2 separate regions of the Urocitellus parryii genome follow, and region 2 is linked to region 1. Evidence: chromatin contacts called from public Hi-C data. All regions are on one chromosome and are shown on one strand. The core of a region is the stretch at or near the end of the contact, and the rest is flanking DNA. Distances in the headings are between cores, read along the strand shown. Region 1 holds the start of Man2c1 (mannosidase alpha class 2C member 1). Region 2 holds the start of Imp3 (IMP U3 small nucleolar ribonucleoprotein 3).

Region 1 (4,430 bases), core at 420-2,919:
ACCTGTGCACACCTTGAATAAATATCAGAAGGTAAACTCCATGAAGTTAGGGACAGGTTTGCTTTGTTCTCTGTGTCCCTAGACTTAGCAGACAGTGCACCAGAAGACCTCTGTCAAGCCAGTGAAGGGAGGGAAGGGCTCTGTCTTCTTTTAGGTCAGGAAGAACGACAGTCCTAAACCCAGATCCAGAGTCCAAGCCAATTTGGAATGGAAGTTGTGTGAACCAGTGAGCAAACCTCTATGTATCTTCTTCTTAATGTACATAAAGACCTATCACATAGGATTACGAAGACTAAACCTGATATAAAACTTTACAGAGTTATATCTAGGGAATGAGATGGGGGAGTAGAAGAAACCTATTACTTCAGGGGAAAATAACATAACTGTTTTATTTTATACTATCTAGAACTGTTGAAAATTCCTCCATATGCATGTACTACATATGATAAACACTAGTTTGCTATAAACTATGGACCCACCATAGTGGTATCCAAGCAGGCACTTCCCCAGTCTTGAAATCCTGAGACCAGTACCAGGCAAAACCTTAACTGTTGTTCCTTCAAGACAGAGCTGAAATGTGGTCACACCTGGCTCTAGGGCAGAGACCCTCACCTGGACAGGTTCCCCATCACGCCAGACCAGGCCTTCTCCATCACTTTCCCAGCAAAGGTGAACTTCCTGGCCCACCCATGCCTCTGGGATGTTCAGCTCCACCCTGAACCAGCAGGTCCACCATCTGCAAGAGAGTCATTTTGATGGGCCTAGGACTGAAGTCCTGTCTGTCCTCATACTTCCTTGGATTATGTGTCAGCAGGGGTTTGATACTTCCTCCAAGTATCTGAAGCATCACAAGGTACTCAGCTCTGGGCCCCAAGAAAGTAGAAACCAGTGATCAGCAAAGTGAGGAAAAGAGGCAGAGGAATCAGGGGTCCTGATCAGGAAAATAAGGGGTGTCCAGAGAGCATGAAAACTCTTCCATAGAGACTCTGAGGGACCAAGGAGCTGTTTCCAGCAGAGAGCGCTGCTCTGTCCCCAGCAGCTGTCTAGGGCAGAGGATAGACAATGAACGGCTCTGCCTCAAGGTTGTGAGCAAGCCTGGAAAGGCTTCCGTAGGCTGGGCCTTACGCACGTGGGTCCGAAGGTGTCGCCGACATGTGCGGGGCTGAAGTCCTGTTGGACTGCCTCTTGGTAGGCAAGCCTCTCCGGCGTCAGGAAGCTGGAGAGTGAGGCTACAGGGCAGCTATCCCCGAAGAGCCTAAGCGGGAGGGGACGGTGGGCGCATGCTTGAGGTCACCCCCTTTCTGCCCGTGAGCCAGCCGGCAGGTGAGGGAAACAAGCTTTCCCCCAGCTCACCGCCATGAGAACTGCCCCGCATCACATCCCATCCTCTACCCATCTCCTGTTGAGTCCCGCCCTGTCCAATGCAAGCACTCAGTCCCGCGACCCAGCTGGCTACAGCCCGTTTCCTCCTGGAAGGTAAGGCTGAAGCACGAGGGTGCAATGGGCCAACTCCTCGCAAGGGGCCACACCTGCCACGGAGGTTACAGTCAGTAAAGTAGACAGGCGACACGAATTTTTCCACCCGCTCCAGCGTGGTGCGCCAGTGCTTCAGGGCTGGCGCCGCCATGATGCGCCGCCGCCTCCTCTCCCCGGAAGGTTCTGGGTGTTGCCGGCACGGTCCACAGCCTGGAACCAAAGGTTCCGGCATCTGACGGGCGCCTTCCGGCCCGGGCAACTTTTCTTGGAACACCGGCGGCTTTGTGGGGCCCAGGCACTGTCTGAACTTCGGGTTAGAAGAAGCTAAGTTTTTGAAGCTCTCTAGTTTCCTCTGATAGCAGGCCTCAGAGTAAATCCCTAAATAAAATGGGAAGCTTGGCAAAAGCTCTATAAGGATCTTGAGACAGACTTACAACTTATTCATTTAGCACGACAAGCGGGAGCCTTAGCTGCTACAAACCCAGGGCTGTGAAGCAGCACTTTAATTCCTTTGCTTTCTATTTCCAACACCAATTCTGGTGAAAATTGTTGTTTAACCTGGAAAGTCGCCCAGATGGGTTTTTCCTGATCAGTGGACAGAATGTTAAATAATAGGAAGAGATCTGCACCACAATAAGCCTCTCTTCCATGCTTTATATTATCTACATGTATCTCAACCACTAACTCTTGTTCACCATTAGAAACGAAAAATTTTTATTTGAGATTGCAGATCAGAGTATTGGGGATCCCAATAATGTATTTCACCATACAGGACTGCAGAGTCCATGGAAGCCATAATGCCAGAAGTAATTTCATTCTCATCATCCCTACTGTACTGGAGCAACTAGTATTCTTCCTGCTTCCCCCATCTGGGTTTGCTAGAATCTTGTCTACAAAAGTACTCGGAAGGTAAAATATATACACATTAGCCCTGATATTTTAGTGGAAATACTGACCAAGTTGACAACAGTTCAAAAGCAAGTCACGTATAAATGTGACCAAGCTCAGAATGTCAAATGTGATTAGGTGCTTAGGACAATACTGTGTAGAGGCAGCAACACCTGTGGCTGACCGGGTGAGGCTAATTTTCCCCCATAGCCCCAAGTCGTCATTATCTTTCTTGAGGGGGAGCACAAGGCAATGGGTGAATTATTGCTGAGAAAACCTCAAGGTTTTTTTTGTCCCACTGGGGATCAGAAGTCAGGACCTGTCCCAGCTTTGACCTAGAACCTCCTACTCCCACAGGGCTCTTTTTGCCATTCATCTGTTGTCACCCTGTAACACAAAGCCTAAAAACAGAGATATACCTTGTGTTTTGAAAATCCAGGAGCCAAACTTTTTCTTTGTGTTGGTGTTGGGGATTTTTAATTAAAAAGTGAACAAAAAAATACACAAAACACTCTTGATTACAACTGTGACTAGTATGATTAGGGTGATGGTTGCTGGAAAAAAAACCCACCAGATGACTGAGGGCTAGTTAGTCTTTGTTCAGAAAATCAAGGTTATTCACATATAAAATTCCTTATCATTCATGTTTAAATGTATGCCAATTTTATGTGATTAAAAAAATCTATCTCACACTTGGAGTTGCTAAGGAAATTGATCAAATTCTCTCCCTCCCAAGCCCACTTGTACCTCATACCTTATACATACTTCTTTCAAATACTGGTTTGGTATTTTAAGTTGTTCACTCTCATTCCCAATAAGGAGAAGATTAAAAAAAATAGTTGTAAATACAAGCTACATAGCTTAACAAACACCCAATATAAAAAGTATTTCAAGAGAGAAATACATACTAAAAGATTGAAGTATTCTATTTTTAAATTTTTGGGTATTTTGACTTGGGAGGAGTGCAAGTGACTAATGACTACTTAAAGCAAAATTCTGTTTGTACCCTGAAAAAGGAACTGAAGCCAGAATCACTGCTTCACAGCTGTTCTCTGGTGAGGATAAGGGACTTGGGTTGAGAATTTATTCCTTAAGTAAGAACCAAGCTTTATTTATGTACAAAAAAAAAAAAAAAAAAAAAAAAGAAAGAAAAAGGAAAAAAAAAGAAAAAAAAAGTTGGGGGTGAAGGAGAAGACAAAGTTTTACACAAAAGTACTACAATGGTAACTCCCTTTGGTAAAAAGTGTAATAAATGTCTTATACATCTGTTCATAGGTTCTAAATCTGAAGCCACATAGTACTATGGTACACAAGAAGCTAGAGCAATTATGCTAGCACATCAAAGCATATTTCTTTTAATAAAAAATTGACAGTATGTACATTATTTACAAAAAAAGAAAAAAAAACAAGTTAAAATTGTGTGTGTGTGCATGTGTGTCAGAGTAAAGCTGGTAGATGGCACTAGGGTAGACTAGTAAAGGAGCAGGTACAAAACAGTTCCACGGGAGCTAAAAAAGGACAACTGATTTGAACTTGTTGAAGTTGAGAACCAGAGGAGAGAGAAAGGGTGGGCAGCAAGGGATTTGTCAGGAATCAAATCCACAAGATGATTAATCCCTAAGCCAAACTGTGAGTCCCAGATAAAAACCTAATGGGTGATTTTAGATGTGCTCAAGTGACCAGGAGGAAAGAAGAAGAAGAAGAAAAAAAAAAGCCAGATCCAGCCTTTTTTTCCTTTTTGGAGGGAATGAAGAGGAGTGCTGACCATCAATAGTTACAATCCATTTGACTGTTAAGTCCTTCCCCAATCTGTTTTGTAAATGCACCTTCATCCAGTCAAAATGTGAACAGCATCCGGTTTTCTCATCGAAGGTCAGGAGACTATTCGTAGCTCTGCTGGTGTGTGGAAGCAAGCCACATTATCTCTGTGCTTGCATGGACTTCCTTCCCCTCCAGGGCAGGCTAATACTCAGAAATCCCCTGGGAAAAATGCCAGCTCAAGCTTTGTATGGTATTCACATTCCTTATGTGCATCCTACTTGGTGCCAGCTTGCATCAGTGGCCAT
Region 2 (4,711 bases), core at 2,089-4,588, 200 kb after region 1:
AACAACTAGAAAATTCACAAAGTACATTATCACTTGATTATAATAAAAAATAATATTACTTTGAATTTTCTAGTTTCCAGCTGCTCAGGAGATCTGATCCATGACACAAAGCACTCACTGGTCCAACCAAGGTTCCTAGGCAAACAAAGACACTTCCATTAAACATGGCATGCAAAGGGACTAGAAATGACCTCCTAGAAGCAAAGGGCAGGCCTCTGTTTTGGCAGGGTAACATTCTTTTGATACACAACAGAGTGAATGGTCAGTGGCTATGGAAAATATTATGATCATGCTTCATAATGGTAGGACCTTGGGATATAGCACAAGGCCTGGTTTCACTGGCTGTGTTGAACCTTCTGGAAGTTCTGAGTATGAGAATAATGAGAAACCCAGAGATGACCCATGTATAGGCAGCCAGCCATTATATTTCCTATCATCTCAATCCCTGGACCCAGTTTACTTCAAGAGAATTTATAGATGTTTTATCTGCTTGGGTCATGGTGCAGGCTCCAACTACTCCCAAGGCGTGGTCACTGGAGGGCCTACCTTCTAAGAGCCACCTTTCTCTCCCTCTGTTAAGATCCATAAGCCTGGAAGTTCTAAGAATGCTCCTTCAAATGGGCAGAGACTGTATTCAGCTACTAGAGCTGAGGAGTCAGATTTTCTTACAATAAAGGGACAGCACTGAAAAAAATATGGCCTTGGGGCTGGGGATGTGGCTCAAGCGGTAGCGCACTCACCTGGCATATGTGCGGCCAGGGTCGATCCTCAGCACCACATACAAACAAAGATGTTGTGTCTGCCAAGAACTAAAAAATAAATATTAAAAAAAAAATTATGGCCTTTGGAATCACATGAGCCTGGACATGACCTCCAGCCAGGACAAATTCTTGTCCCAGTTTTTTCACAAATTGAGAATATGGATAATATATAGCTTGCAGAGTTCTGGGGAAGAGTAACTTGAACACCACCTTTTCCCTGAAGCCTTCCCAGTTTAATGCTTACATCTGCCTCAGCCCTTTAAAACAGCAATTTGGTGAGATCAATCACATTGCCTAATGCTGCTGGTTTTCTGTGCTGACTTGGAAACTTAAGTTTAGAGACTCTTTAAACCGACTCACTCCTAAGGACCAGTTGATCTGACACTGATAGTCTCTTTTTCTGTTTGTTTGCAATGCAGCCCAGGGCCTCTTGCATACTCAGCAAGCACTCTGCCACTGAACTACATCCCCAATCCCATTGATAGTCTCTTATAAAAGATTATGATTCCAGTCTGACACTATGGCCATACAATCTTAATGTTTTGACCGATCTCTGCTGCAATTCCCTTCATCTGAAAAGTGGAGAATAATTGAATCTCCCCATATCATAGGATTGTTGGGAGAAGTAAATGGGTTAATATAATACACTTACAACTATGTATCATATAGAAGCATTTGTGATTATCATCTCATGTCACCACCTTGTTTCTTCACTAAATGCTGCCTCACACCTGGAGAACTGAAGGCATATGTAAAAGCCCACCTACTAGCCTCAGCATTCTACTTATTTTCCTTTTTGAAGTCCAGGGTAAAATTTGGTATGCTCTCTACTCTCCTTTTTAATTTTCTACCACTCCATTTTTTTTGAGGGGGGGGACTGAGCACATGGGATGGCTAAGCACAGCTCTATCCCTCCTAAAAACATGTTTCCAGGAACCTATTGGGCCACTTCTAACCGCTAGATGGTCACGTTACAGGGTGATTATTTCCTTAGGCAAGCAAATGCTTCAGCCCTCTAATACAAGATTTCCTGGGGTTGGGATATCAACAGGAAGTCCTGCAGAGAAGAGCTCTGCCAAAACATTCATTCCAAGGAACTGACTGGTAAAGCAGCAAATTTGTCCAGTCCTGTACAACATCCTGCAGCTCCACTTGTGGCCCACTGCAGACCTCACCCACAGATGGACCACTGGTGATCCTACCCCTCTGGATTCTTGGGACAGGAAGATCTATAGATAAGGTCATCCCAATGTAAGAAAACTATAAGAAAAGTTGCATTTACAAAGTGGTTGGGCCATTTATTGGTACTAGGGAAAGTGTTTCTTTACAGGAGGAAAGGAACTCTTAACACTAAAGTCTTTTCTTTTTTTCTTTTGCCTGAGGATTGAACCCAGGGTTTAGCAAATTCTAGGCAAGCATTATTATTTTTTTTTAATTTGTCCTAGCCCCCAGGCTGACCTCCAACTTACGATCCTCCTGCCTCAACCTCCAGAGTAGCTGGGATTACAAGTGAAAAGTCTCAACCCATTTTATGCGAACTTGAGCCCAAACTCTCCATATGTACACAGGTTAATGACGATCAGGAACAAATACTTGAGTTAAATAAATTGAACCAAATATTCCTAGTACAAACTGATAAAGGAAAGGGAGGAGAAGGCAACGTTACAGCTTTTACACAATGCTTCAGGCAAAAACAGCTAACAATCCCCACTGTCTCCCAAGGTAGTCATTTAATAGTCAGTGATCCAAGTTCTAAGAAAATGTCCTGGAAAACAGGAACAAACTTCCTCACTCCCGCTACTGTGACCTGCAATTAAGAAGCCAAGTTTTTAAGAACCCAAGACCGGTGCTCTTGGCAAGGGCATTCAGAATCTCCAGTATGAGGCTTCAACTTTCTCATCTGTAAAAGGCAGACGCGGCGAGATCTGCTAGGCATCCAAATCAAAGTCATCGCGCTCCTCATTGTATTCCAGCACGTGCCTCTTGATCTTGGAAGAGTCGACCCAGGTGACAAAATCCTCCATGCTGCGAGTGACAAGGAAGGCGGGATCGGTAACCACGTCCGGGCCGACACGCACGTGGCCCTGCTCCACGAAAGTTACGGCAGCCTGGAGATGCTGTGCCATGCGCAGTTTGAGGAGCACTGTGGGAAGGCGGCGGCGACAGAAGGATGAGGCTGTGACGAAATCGCAGAGCTCGAGCGATCCGCGCGTCGGCACCAGACCGAGAGCATACAGCTTGTCCAGAAGGGCGGCAGAGGCACGCACGCGAAACGGGTCACGCTCGGGGAGGTCGCGCAGTCGCCGCGCCAGCTCGCGCACCGCGCGGCTCAGCTGGTTGTACCGGGTGTAGTCTTCGCGCCGCTGCAGACGGTAACGCCGCAGCACGCGCAACTCGTGCAGGTTGTGGTCAGTGACTTCCCAGTTCAGGAAGTCCACCTGCTTCAGTAGCTTCTGCTCGTGGAACTTAAGCTTCCGCACCATGATGGCGGCAGCCGAAAGAGGGACAAGCTAAATTGAAAGCGCGTTCAGACGCCCGAGCGACTACCGCAGCGACGCCTGAATACCGAGTTTCTGGAAGGCCCTGGGCCAATGAAAGAAAGGCTAGAAGCCACGCCCCCCAACCCCATTGGTCAGAGTTGGGCCACACCTTTGCATCGGTATCTCGCGTTTCTTGTGTCGTTCTCGTGGGCGGCCGGGGTGGGGGGAGGCGTGAGAAGTGCCCCTGGTGGGTAGTGAAGGAGAATCCAGGGGCGACCTTGGGCATCATAGTAACCGAGAATGCATCCTCTAGTGCAGTAACAATTTTCTCTCAGATTTCTACCCTTTGGGGACTCTCAGCAGAGGCTTTCCCCGAAAACCTGGGGGGGCCAATTCCGCGGGAGGGGAGTGATGACCGCCTCTTTAAGTTGGGTTCACTGCGCTCGCGACTACCCTGCGGCGGAGGCTGACCGAGCAGTCAGTCTTTCGCCTGCGACTGCTAGGTCTTTCACCGGGCGAGCAGAGCGGTTTCTCCTTGCCAAATAGGGCTGGACTGCACTAAACCTATGGCATGCGGATTCCCTGGCCACTTCCTACACTGATAAGATCGGAATCTATTGCGGAACTGTCTGCAAATCCTGTATTTTTAATTTTTTCTCCTCCCTCCCCAGCCCCGTGGTATTGGGTATTGAACCTGGGGTGCTCTGCCACGGAGATATATCCTCAACCCTTATTTTATTTTTGAGATAGGGTCTCACTAAATTGCCCGGGACTCGAACTCGCTATCATCACTCAACCTATCTAGTTGCCGGGATTACAGGCGTGTGCCACTGCGCCTGACTGGAAATCTTTATTTTTAACAAGTGCCAGGTGGTTTCACGAAATACAGCGAATTTGAGAAACTTGGACTGTTAGTACAAGTCCTAACCCTTTAGTGTAGCCTCAAACGAATTAGCTTGGGTGGATTTCTGGCCACCGAGTATTGAACGCTGTTTGAGCTCGTTAGATATGTAAATTACATTTGAGCGCTGCGGGACTAACTCCCTTTTAACCTAGGCCTCTGACGCCATCTAGCTTCTACTCTGATCACTTTGGTTTTTATTGTCCTTTTTTTTTTTTAATGCAGTATTTGCTAGCTGGAAAATACATATGTAACATGTAAGTTATCGTGTATAATGCATACTCGTGTACTCAACAGCATATTTAAGTAAACATCACCAGAACAATTGAACCATTTCATTTACCTAATCCAGCTTCTTTTGGCGGTATTTTTTAGGGGCGCTCTACCACTGAGCTACATTCCCCAGCCCATCTAATTTTTTTTTTTTAATTTTGAAACAGTTTCTTACTCAATTGACCAGGCCGTTCTCGACTTTGTGATTCTTCTGCCTCAGCCTCCGGAGTTGCTGGGGTTACAGATGTGCACCACTCCGCCCAGCTCTTCTCCTGAATTTTGTGTTTATTATTTTG

What was found. A called contact is a pair of places that touch in the nucleus more often than the background predicts.
Region 2: a Hi-C map of muscle shows a contact between it and region 1, with 4 times the contacts expected there. The contact joins the promoter of Imp3 here to the promoter of Man2c1 in region 1. A contact is called at or near these places in 2 of 2 Hi-C or Micro-C datasets (liver and muscle).

The regions. Positions count from the first base shown.
Region 1 is chr6:118,333,393-118,337,822 of mUroPar1.hap1, forward strand. It overlaps Man2c1 (mannosidase alpha class 2C member 1), which reads right to left and starts at 1,670. Exons shown (of 25, transcript XM_077800024.1): 1 at 1,530-1,670; 2 at 613-736. The coding sequence starts at 1,627. It overlaps Sin3a (SIN3 transcription regulator family member A), which reads right to left. Exons shown (of 21, transcript XM_026387773.2): 21 at 2,816-4,430.
Region 2 is chr6:118,535,192-118,539,902 of mUroPar1.hap1, forward strand. Imp3 (IMP U3 small nucleolar ribonucleoprotein 3) reads right to left here and starts at 3,339. Exons shown (of 1, transcript XM_026387822.2): 1 at 2,352-3,339. The coding sequence starts at 3,244. The coding sequence ends at 2,690.